Regions from separate parts of the Mus musculus genome. Here region 2 is linked to region 1. A link is a contact called in public HiChIP or PLAC-seq data. All regions are on one chromosome and are shown on one strand. Each heading gives the region's core, a stretch centred on a gene start, on an enhancer-like site or on the middle of the called end of the contact. The rest is flanking DNA. Distances are from core to core; before and after follow the strand shown.

Evidence for each region. HiChIP or PLAC-seq counts read pairs in DNA pulled down with a chosen protein or histone mark.
Region 2: an H3K27ac HiChIP or PLAC-seq map of extraembryonic endoderm stem cells shows a contact between it and region 1, with 2.1 times the contacts expected there. The contact joins the enhancer-like site here to the promoter of C530043A13Rik in region 1. A contact is called at or near these places in 1 of 39 promoter capture datasets (cancer-associated fibroblasts), 7 of 484 Hi-C or Micro-C datasets (the N1E-115 cell line, cerebellum, cerebral cortex and 3 more) and 4 of 115 datasets of contacts at active chromatin or transcription factors (embryonic stem cells, extraembryonic endoderm stem cells, fibro-adipogenic progenitors and 1 more).

Annotation. Positions count from the first base shown.
Region 1 is chr1:73,527,947-73,532,902 of GRCm38.p6, reverse strand. It overlaps C530043A13Rik (a long non-coding RNA gene), which reads left to right and starts at 2,938. Exons shown (of 4, transcript XR_373514.2): 1 at 2,938-3,230.
Region 2 is chr1:73,574,201-73,579,507 of GRCm38.p6, reverse strand. No RefSeq gene overlaps it. Among named protein-coding and RNA genes, the nearest start is that of C530043A13Rik, 47 kb to the right of the region's middle. Within about 2 kb of position 1,802, at least 1 of the 459 cell types and tissues checked has an H3K27ac peak or open chromatin away from gene starts, as enhancers often do. A contact at or near this core is called in extraembryonic endoderm stem cells, where this site is marked.

The DNA of each region.
Region 1 (4,956 bases), core at 1,689-4,188:
GTGCGAGACACACACACACACCCTGCCAAATTCTCCCATTATGGCATTTTCCTCCCATGAGAATCTAGTTTTTCTTCATTTTCTGCATTTAGTTAATCTTTGAACAGCATGTCTGACTAGGCTGAAGTCTTTTTGTAATATCCACTTAACTTGGTCTCGCTCAAGTAGATGAAAACAAAGCCCATAGAGAGCATGGTGCTGAAGCAGCCAACTTGGTTCTCTCATCTCTCCTTTTGCTGGGTTAGTAGTCCTGAACATGATCTGACCTTTACAAAGACAGAGTTCCCTCTATTCATCAAATAGAGCCTCCCCTGGCTCCCCCGAGTGCTCACTCTGTCCCGCTGCTTCCTTCTCCCATTTTCCAGCTTTTGGGCCCCATCCCGTGTCCATGTGTTCCCACCTGATGGTGAAAATGAAAGCCCAGGGCTTTCTGCCATCTTCCTCCTTTCCCTGCACCCTGCCTGAGGTGTCAGTTACATAACTATGCATCTTAAAACTCATTTTTCATCTTTCCAGCTCCGCTCCTCCTTCTCCCACTTCTCTTCCCCTCCATTAATTCAGCTCTTGTATTTTGTCATCCTGGGGTTTCTCCCCGTTAGCAATGGTGTCTTACTTGCTGTTCACATCTAACCCAGGCTTGGCCAAGATTTTGCTTAGGAGACTTTTCCTCATTGGGGATACCCCACAGCTCACTACAGTCAGGACCACGTTTAGGACTCAGATCTGATTACTTTCAGCCCTGTGCTCTTAATGTTGTCTTCTTCCGACTCTTCAGTTTGCAGAGCTTATCTGATGTCCTGACCCTGAGGGCTTCACAGTCATGTTCTGCCTTTCCTCAGAGCTTCAACATTTCTTTGGAAACACGCAGTTTCCCTTGTTAATTGAATTGAGGTGCAGAGCAGAGCAGAAGCACACTGCCTATTTGCTAATGATGCTTTGCCAAGTTCAGGAAGAAGGGGATGCTTTGAAAACACAGTAGTGTCTACTCAGGTATTTGCTGGAAGTATCTCTTCCTTGCCTTAGCCTACTTTTCTGTATGACTGTGATTTAATAAATGTTGGTCTATCTGCCAGCCTGAAGAGACAGACCTGCATGTTAGGTTCTTAGTGTGGGACACTGAGAATGGTGGATGGAATGCATGGAAGAGCTGATAGAGGCATCCGCCCTGGGTTCCAGCTGAGAGCACTGACGTCTGGGATCTCAGCCTCATTTTAGGGACTGAGCAGGGCAATACGGGGCAAGAGTTCTGGAGATGTTTCTACCTCATTCGGGCCAGGGGAGAGTTATGTTCCAAAGTGTGGGTAAGCTAGCATGGCCTCCTGGTCTCTGCATCCTGAAAGAGTGGCTTCCCTTGGCTCTACGTGCCCTGCTGTAGGCTGTCCCCAACTCCTTTGCCACCCGCAGCTTCCCCAGTTCATTTTCACTCTGTTTCTCACGCACCTGCATGCTCTGCTCTCCATTCTCCTGAATAATTCCTTTCTGCAAGGCTTCAGTCACTCTGAGAGCTTTGATAGTCACTATGTATTGTTTGGAGCCCTTTTCCTAAGGAACGGGCCTAATTACTCACTGGACACTATAACTGAATTTTCCTCTGAAATGAGACGTGGAGTCTCTTAACTGTTGACCTCTTCCCTTCCCAGTGTCATTTTAACAAACGACATTAAATTATACCCAGGCTTGATGACTCCCATTTAATAGGCACTAAATCTCGTAAATAATCCATGCCCAATAATACAGTGGACTGTGTGCTCCATTTGCTAAGCTCCTTCGCCCTGCCAGCGGTTTTAATCAGGGCTCAGAGGCACTATGTGCCCATGCTGTGGTGGATACATCCATTCCCCTCAAAGTGCTGCTTCTTTGTCTAAAACAGGGAGGTCTTGAACTATATGAATTCCTTCGATTCTGATCTATATCTCTATATAATATAGGCACACACACACAAACACACACACACACACACACACACACACACGATTTTAAAGATCACAGTCCCAAAGGGGGGACATATAAAGGTCCCCCTTATCCAATAGGCCAAAAGAGTTTTGCTTGGACTGTAACACAGCCCTCAGACCCAAACCTATGGCTAGCATATAATTCCCTGGACATTCCTGAGGGAGACAGGCCCTGCCCTTTGTTTTTGCCACCACAGCAGGGAAGGGTGCTAGCTGCCTGGGGGCGTGGCTCAACAGAGTGGGCCATTATTTTCCACAGTTGCCCTGCTTGTTCTACTGCTGCAGGGGCTGGTGCACAGATGGACACTCTCGGGTGTTTATTCCCTCTGAAAATTAACTAGAGGGCCAACAGTAACTCCTGTCCCTGTTCTGTCCTCACGACTGTCTGTCCCAGCAGACAGGGCAAGGAATTTAGTGAGGTTGCTCCTCAGGCCCCAGGGTTCCCTAAAGACCAAGGCCTCTTTAGTCCTTGATTTAGGAGCTTCATTGTAGGCCACCAAGGACAGCAATGAGATGCTAGGAGCTGATGGACTGAACATGTCCCTGAACTAGCATTGCCCTAAGTGTGAGTTGTTGCTGCTCTTAAGAGACAGCTGGGAGCCATACTCCTTATCTACTGAAATCATCCCTTGCCTCACATGGCACTGAAGTGGGGAGTTTGTATTTGATACTTCTAACCTTTTGTGTGTGTTTCTTTTATTGAGTGTCCCAATCCCATTGTCTTAGACTGAGAAGAGAGAGAGAGAGAGAGAGAGAGAGAGAGAGAGAGAGAGAGAGAGAGATCCAGTTGTACACATGACGATGCTCACTGACATTTCTGGTAAGAAGTTGGCAAAGACTCTTCAAGAGATGTTAAGATATCTACATGCTTTCTAACACAATCCAATCAGAATAGGAATTTGAAATTATCTCTACCCTCATCAGTCTGGCTGTGCCTTTTTATAGATATGGAAAGCCAGGCTTTCTGCAAATTAGCAATGTATTTTGGTCTCCTAATCCCATGCACTTTCCATTACTGTCAGCTTCCTAATTGCATGCGGATTTCCTTATTCTCTAGAGCCAAGGAACATCAACATTCAGCTAAAGATGCTGCTAAATTCTGAATAAATACAACAAGTCAGCAAGGAATCATGTGGGACCTTTTATTCCTAATTTCAGATGACGGCTTGCATTAAACTCTGGCTCCTGGCCACTGCAGTACATTGTGACCTTGAGGCACTGTGGGCACACTAGACATTGCCACCACCCAAAGCCTCATGCTGATCCTTGAGAAGAGAGGTGAGACTTTGTTGTTGCCATTGTTTGTTTATTTTCCATGTGGAACAAGGAAAGACTTTCCTAAGTTTTGTTTTGGTTAGTAGAGTTTGTTGTAGTCTGAAAAGCAGAAACTTCTTAGTGGGGGGACTGTGAAGGCTCCCATTTCCTCAGCTATTATCACATGGTGACTTAACAGTGAATTGTAACTATATTAATATTAAAAATTAAATCATTAGAATTCTGTTAAGCTAAAGTTTTGGGCAATGTGTTAGGTTTGGATCCATTGTAACTGGTTTCCATGGCTGAGTGTGCTCCCATGACTCTTCCCCCAACTCACATTCATCTGATCAGGAAACCAGGCAGTCACTGAGCCAACTTATCCAGAAACTCTTCTGGATATAGAGTAGTGAGTGTGAAAAATGTATAATCTCCTGTTGTCCTAGATCTTAAGTCAAAAGATGGGCAAGTAGAGATAATGATAGTAATGCTATAGAGAAAACACAAATTGAATGAGGCAGGAGAGAGTACCAGACAAGAGAATGTGTTTGTGCAAAGTGTGTTGTCAGGCTCTAAACTGGGCTTCCTAAGAGTTTGTTTTAACCGTGTCTTTGAAAAGTAGGTACTCAACTTTGTCTCCTGGAGAGTGGTGGCTGGGTTTAGTGACTTCTACAAAAAGGTAGAGGAAGGGTGATACTCACCTCTGGGAGCTAGCAGAGTAAAGGCACCATCTTTTACCTCTTTTCTTGGGGTTGTTTGCAGTAGGGCAAGTTAGCTATTCTGTTGTGAGGATACACAAGCAATTTATAAAGAGGCTCATGTGGCAATAATGGGGAACTCTTGCCAACCCCATGGAATGGAGCCATCCAGGAAACAGACACCCAGGTCCAGTCCAACTGTCAGATGCCTGAAGCTTTTGCCAACACCTTGAGCTTACCACAGTGGAATGAGGACCTGGACTGGGCCACCCAGGTAAGCTGACGCCAGGTCCCAGGGCTAAATAAAACTGAGACAATACACATTATTATTTCTGTTTGTTTAAAGCCACAGGTTTTCAGGATATGGTGTTCAATAGCAATAAATAACATATATGTCTGTGCAAAAGATACTAGTTAGCTGTTTAGAAATTGCCATGATGGGGTGCCCCACAGAGGAAATGTGAGGGATGTATCTTGGCTCATAATTTCAGATCTTATAGTTCATCATGGTGGTGAAGAGATGAGAAAGCAGCACCATGTGACAAGAGCCTGTGTCAGGACTCCTCATGTGGCGGCAGTCTAGGAAGCAGAGCGAGCAGCTGGAACCGGAAGCAGGTCAACCTTCAAATTCTGCCCGTGGGGCCCACCTCTACCAGGGAGGCCACTCACCTTAGAAGTTCCACAGCCTTTGAAAAACAGCTTTGAGCAAGGGTTCAAACACATGAACCTTTGGATCACATTTCACCTTGGAATCCTGGCAGAGAAGTTATATTTGGACAGTGGTTGTTAGGCAGAAACAAAGTAAAAAGTGGGAAGAGAGTTCGAAGTGGGAGAGAGGCGGCAAGATTACTGTGGGTGAAAACATGCTTGAACACTGGAGGCTTCCCAAGACCCATGCATTCGATGTAAACCAGCCTTTCCAAGGACAGCTAGCACCACACGCCCTGGGAAACACCTCACTGTACTGAAATGATCTCTCTAAGGAACATATATCTATTGCTTCAGTAACTTGATATTTCTCTAGAGTTAGAATTCAACTCATGGTAAGACAA
Region 2 (5,307 bases), core at 553-3,052, 48 kb before region 1:
TGAATGATGAAGCCTCTCCAGTAAGCAGGAAGGTAATTCAAAGAAGATCTTATGGAAATGTTTCACAAACATCACAGGTTACAGTGCAGCTTCCAGGACTCTACTTCCAAATCCATTGGATCAGAGTTTTTCTGAGTAGATCTCAGGAAGAATCATTTTGATCAACTTATTATAAACTGAAGACACACATATACATAAACTTTTAAGCATAGTAGAGATAGTAGTAGATGCCTTCATGATTAGTATATGCAGGTCACATTCAAGGGGTACAGAATTTATATGGCTTTAGGTTCTTATGTATTAGCTTTATCATAAGACAGTTGTTTATAAAATTGCTTGGTTTAGAAAATGGTATTCCTACTTAAAATATTTTGTTATTGTCCATATATGGATGTGTGTGCATATGAGTGAAAGCACATGTGCACCATACATGTGCAGGTGACATCTGCAGGTAAGCAGACAACTCTGAGGAACTGGTGCTTTCTCCTGTGGATTCAGGGAACTGAACGCTGTCTGTCAGGTTTGCATAGCAAGTGCTTCTACCTGCTGAGACATCTCACCTACTCAGAATTCACACTTAGAAATGAAGCTGTCTGCTATGCTCTACAGCATGTAAGCATTCAAGTTGTAAACCACTGGTAGAATCATCCTGGCATCATAGATGGATTTAAAGTAACAGACACAAAGTGTGTGTGTGTGTGTGTTGGGGGGGGGGTTGGGGGTGCGCTCCCTTCACTTAGATTGAGGATTCTCAGAATTTTCCAGTGACTGACAAGTCTACAGCTCCAAATCAGGTCTCAAGGCTCCCAGTTTATCTTCTCAGTTACAATTAAGGATGAGAATAGAAATGTCTTGGCCCTGCAGCAAGGGAAGATACCAGAAGGGAACAGTGAAAAGATGCTAGAAGCTGGAGACTTGAGCTGGTGACAGGCTGATTAAAGGTACTTGAATGTTGTATGAAGATTAATTCTGCCTGCAGACCTATTTTGCAAGTGTGGTAGGTATTGTAGGGGGTGTGCTGGAGCTAGTAGAGATAGAGGAAGCCTTGGGCTGGCTAACTTGAGTGACTGGAGACCTCAAGGTTTATGACATAGAGATGAGGTAGAAACTGGCACCTTGTGCCTTGATGAGGTTACTTGACTTGCGCCTTTTCTTTCTGCATGCCAAATTGAGAGGTTACTGGTAGTTTTGGGGTTGGGACTTGCTTCTTTGAAAAGCAGGAAAGTCCTTAATGTCCCAGATCATATGGCCTTCTCCACATCCCTCGTGCTTGTTGGCCACCCAGCCTGCCTGTATACACAACCTATTTCTCCCAAAACAATGCCATGACTTGAGTCACACAAGCCCTCAGTGAAGGGCTGAGAAGTCCTTGATAGCACCTCTTCTGAGCTTACTTCAGTGTAAGCCTCTTCAGTCCTGTACTCTGGGGACCGAGGGGAAATCCTGGACCCTCCCAACTCTGCTTCTACTTAGTTTTCCAAACACATAGCTGTGCCATATCTTCACGAGGAGCCGTGTTAGAGAAGCAAAGCATACATTCCTGCCCAGATTAATCTTCTAATTGTCCCTCAGGAGCTTGTGATAATTTTATATAGCTGTTGAGTCATTGTCTCAATGCTAGGAGTATGGAGAGTTCTGTCCTCTCTCCTTGTACATTTGTCACTATAAAAATTTGAAGTTAGTCACTGATTTTTTTTCTCTGAGATAGTTTATCTAGTTTCTAGTATCCCGATGTATGAGATTGTGTTCTCAACATTGCAGTGTTCTTGGGGCAGGGCAATGCCAGATAAGAGAAACAAAAGGCTATTTGTAGCTGTGATCTTTAAAGTCAGCAACCTTAGGGAGACAAAGGGGACACAGAACAAAGAAAACTGTGCTTGTAAGAATGATTTTAGAAATACTCTCCATGGAAGAAGTAGAGAAAGTGGAACAGACACATGATGAAAATTTACCTTTCATAAGCAAGCGAGGCCCTACTTTCAACTCAGAATCCTGGGAGGAAATATCTGTGCTTCAAGTCTCTGATGATGGTGCCTTACTGAGACTTCCATGCCTTGGTGGAGTCCTCGAGACAGCAGGGTGAGTTCTGCATCTATGAAACCAGTAAAGGAGTTCTCTGAGGCTATATAGCAATGGAACCTTTTGGCAAATCAATAGAACTCTCCTTGGGTTGATAGCCACAGATGATCAAGTTGTTAAAGAGCAGCAGAGTGAACATTCATGTGGATGTTTGGCCTAAAGTCCATGTGGGTGTTGGCCTTTTGTGAGCACCTAGACTAAGTGTCTACCTTTGGTAAGGTGAACAATCTCTCAGACTCTAGTTATGATCCTATCAGACTAATGACTCAAACTGTAAAGCTGTTTTCAGTTTCTCTTCTTTATACTTCCTGCATCCTCAAATGGCAAATTTTCTGTATACAGTGAGGATGACTGTCACACACTACATAGGAAAGGCTACTGAATCAGGAGAGCTCGTGCCACTCTGGCATCCCGTCCACATGTATTAGACACCCAAAAAGCATCCACTAACCCCTCTCATTTCTTGGGGCTTTGTATCCTTTATGAGTCAAAGGTTCAGAGGTTGGTCCACAGAAAGAGTGTGGCTATGTTCGTCAGCACAGTATTTGCTCCTATTTCTTCATGATATGGGAAAGTGTGAGTCAGAACACATGGAAAAAATGGAAAGAAATATAATATTGGAAAACTTCTAGGTCCACTTATTCTGGAGTAAATCCTCAGACCCACACATGAGCATTTATTTCAGTCCTTTTATTTTTAGTTTGATATATTCCCTTTGAAAGCCATTTCAAAGGTAGAGAGGGGTAATCAATTTATGCCATAAGAGGGTGGCTCCCCTCCTCAGACGACCAGGAAATCGCTTACAAATTTCAAAGGCTTTTTAACCTTTTCTGACATTTAAAACTAGAGACTGCCAGATGCAGGTGAACTGAAAACAAGGGGCAAGCTGATGTCTAACGAACAGGAAAGAGTTGGGTCATCCGAATTCCTTTGCTGTTATACACTTGACTTTATGAAATGGTCGGACATGAATACACCTCCCCCCAAATTCACACTCAAACCAACTGCTGGATTGTCATGGCTAAAAATGAGCTCAGGACAGCTATCAGGAACATGTCCAGATAACATTTTATCCTTTTCTCTATCATTAAGGTTTTAATGGTTGAATTCCACTCTGGAAGGATTAAAGCTGAGCTGTTTGGAAATTTACAACCTAGCTTAGTCTCTCTCTCTCTCTCTCTCTCTCTGTGTGTGTGTGTGTGTATGTGTGTGTCCCCTCTCCTCTCCCCTCTCTCTCCATCTCCTCCCCCACTTCTCTCTAACAAGTTAGCAGCATGTGTTTTGCCTTTGTTCCAGAAACGTTTATTAAAATAAAAAAAACACCTTTGACCATAAACACAAGTGAAAATTGAAGCATGCTTATGAAAGTTTATTATTTTTTGCTTCAGTAACCTCACCCTACATGGAGAACTTGATTTGCCTCAGGAGGTCCTTCAGTTGGGTAATGAAAATGCGTAGGGGTGGGCAATCCTCAATAATCAGGATCAGGAGGCAGCTGAGGGCCAGTGTGCATCTTGGCCTTGGGCCTGCAGACTGGTCAAGTGTGAAAGCCCACACTCTCCCCTTCTCTCTTTCCTTAGGGCTGCCCTTCCTTTGGGGTCATTTTAAGGAAGCTGGGTATTGAGTTGGTCTCAAGCCAACTGCTTCTCTGCTGGCTTGGCTGATGTCTATCCAGCTCATATAGTGGAGTCTATAGACTTCCTGGAGCTTTGCTCTGACTTTAGGCATTTTAAGCCTCTGCCTGGGATCCTCTGTCCTCAATAAAATATAACAGTGAGAAGGTGAGAGAGAGGGAGAGAGGGAGAGAAAGAAGAAGAAGAAGAAGAAGAAGAAGAAGAAGAAGAGGAGGAGGAGGAGGAGGAGGAGGAGGAGGAGGAGGAGGAGGAGGAGGGGGGGGGGAGGAGGAGGAGGAGGGGGAGACTGGAAAAGCAAAAGCAGATGGAAATGGTGAGGAGACCCAGTGTAGGAAAGGAGGCCTGCTATAGCAGAGGGTTGGTCTCACTGGAACAAAGTATTTTTGGAAAAGGAAGATTGACTATGTTATCTGATAATGGCCTTTAGTTCTAGAGAAAGAGGGAAAGGTATGAAATACAAAGATTTTTGTAAGAAATAAAAATTCATATCTATACCATTTATGTGACAGTCATATTAATAATCCCCCCCTTGTCTTTTTCTTCTGTCTGTCTGTCTGTGTCTCTGCCTTTCTCTGTGTTTCTCTCTGTCTCTGTGTCCCCATCTCTCTGTGTCTGTGTCTGTGTCTGTGTCTGTGTCTGTGTCTGTGTCTGTGTCTGTGTCTGTGTCTGTGTCTGTGTCTGTGTCTGTGTCTGTGTCTGTCTGTCTGTCTGTCTATGTGTGTGTTTCTGCATTTGCAGGCAAAGATGGTTGCACATCTACAAGTTACCCACTATAGGAGTAAGCTTAAAGGGAAAACCTAGGGTTTGAAGATGAGTTTCTTGAACTGGTATAAAAATTCTGATATATGAATCTGTATGAGTCACCTAACCCCCCAAAAAACTACCTAAAATATATTAACCATATGACCCACTTATATCACTTGAATATACACCTGAAGGTCTATATGTCAACATTCCACAAAGATACTTGCATGTCCATGTTTATTGTCCTGTTGGCAATAGCCTTAGAATGCAACCATACTAGATGTCCATAAACAAACAAAACAAAAAAATAAATACAGAAAATGTGGTTTAAATACACAGTGGAATTTTATACAGGCATGAAGAAGAATGAAATCACATTTTCAGAAAACTGGATGTAACTGGACATGATTGTATTAAACAAAATTGAAATAAGTTAGAGAAAAAGTGCATATTTTCTCTTATAAGCAGAGCCTAACTTTAAAATTACTTATGGGTTTGTGTGTGTGTGTGTGTGTGTGTGTGTGTGTGTACACATATGGGGAATATTTATGTATCTTTGTAGGTCATTAAAATATAAAGGGATTCATGAGAGAGGAGGAAGCAATCTTAAGGGTAGTGGGAAATAGTGAAAGTAAAGGAATCCATTTGATGGGAAAGCAGAAAGGGAGACTGGTTGGGTAAAGAATGGGAACTGACCATAGGAGGACCAAGAGGGAGGCATTGAGGAGGAGAATGAGTGAGAACAATGTACAATGACACAGATATTAAGATGCTGTGATGAAACCCATTACTTTGTATGTGAGCCTAAAAAAATAATAAAATGTCAAAAAGATAAATGTATTCTAGAATA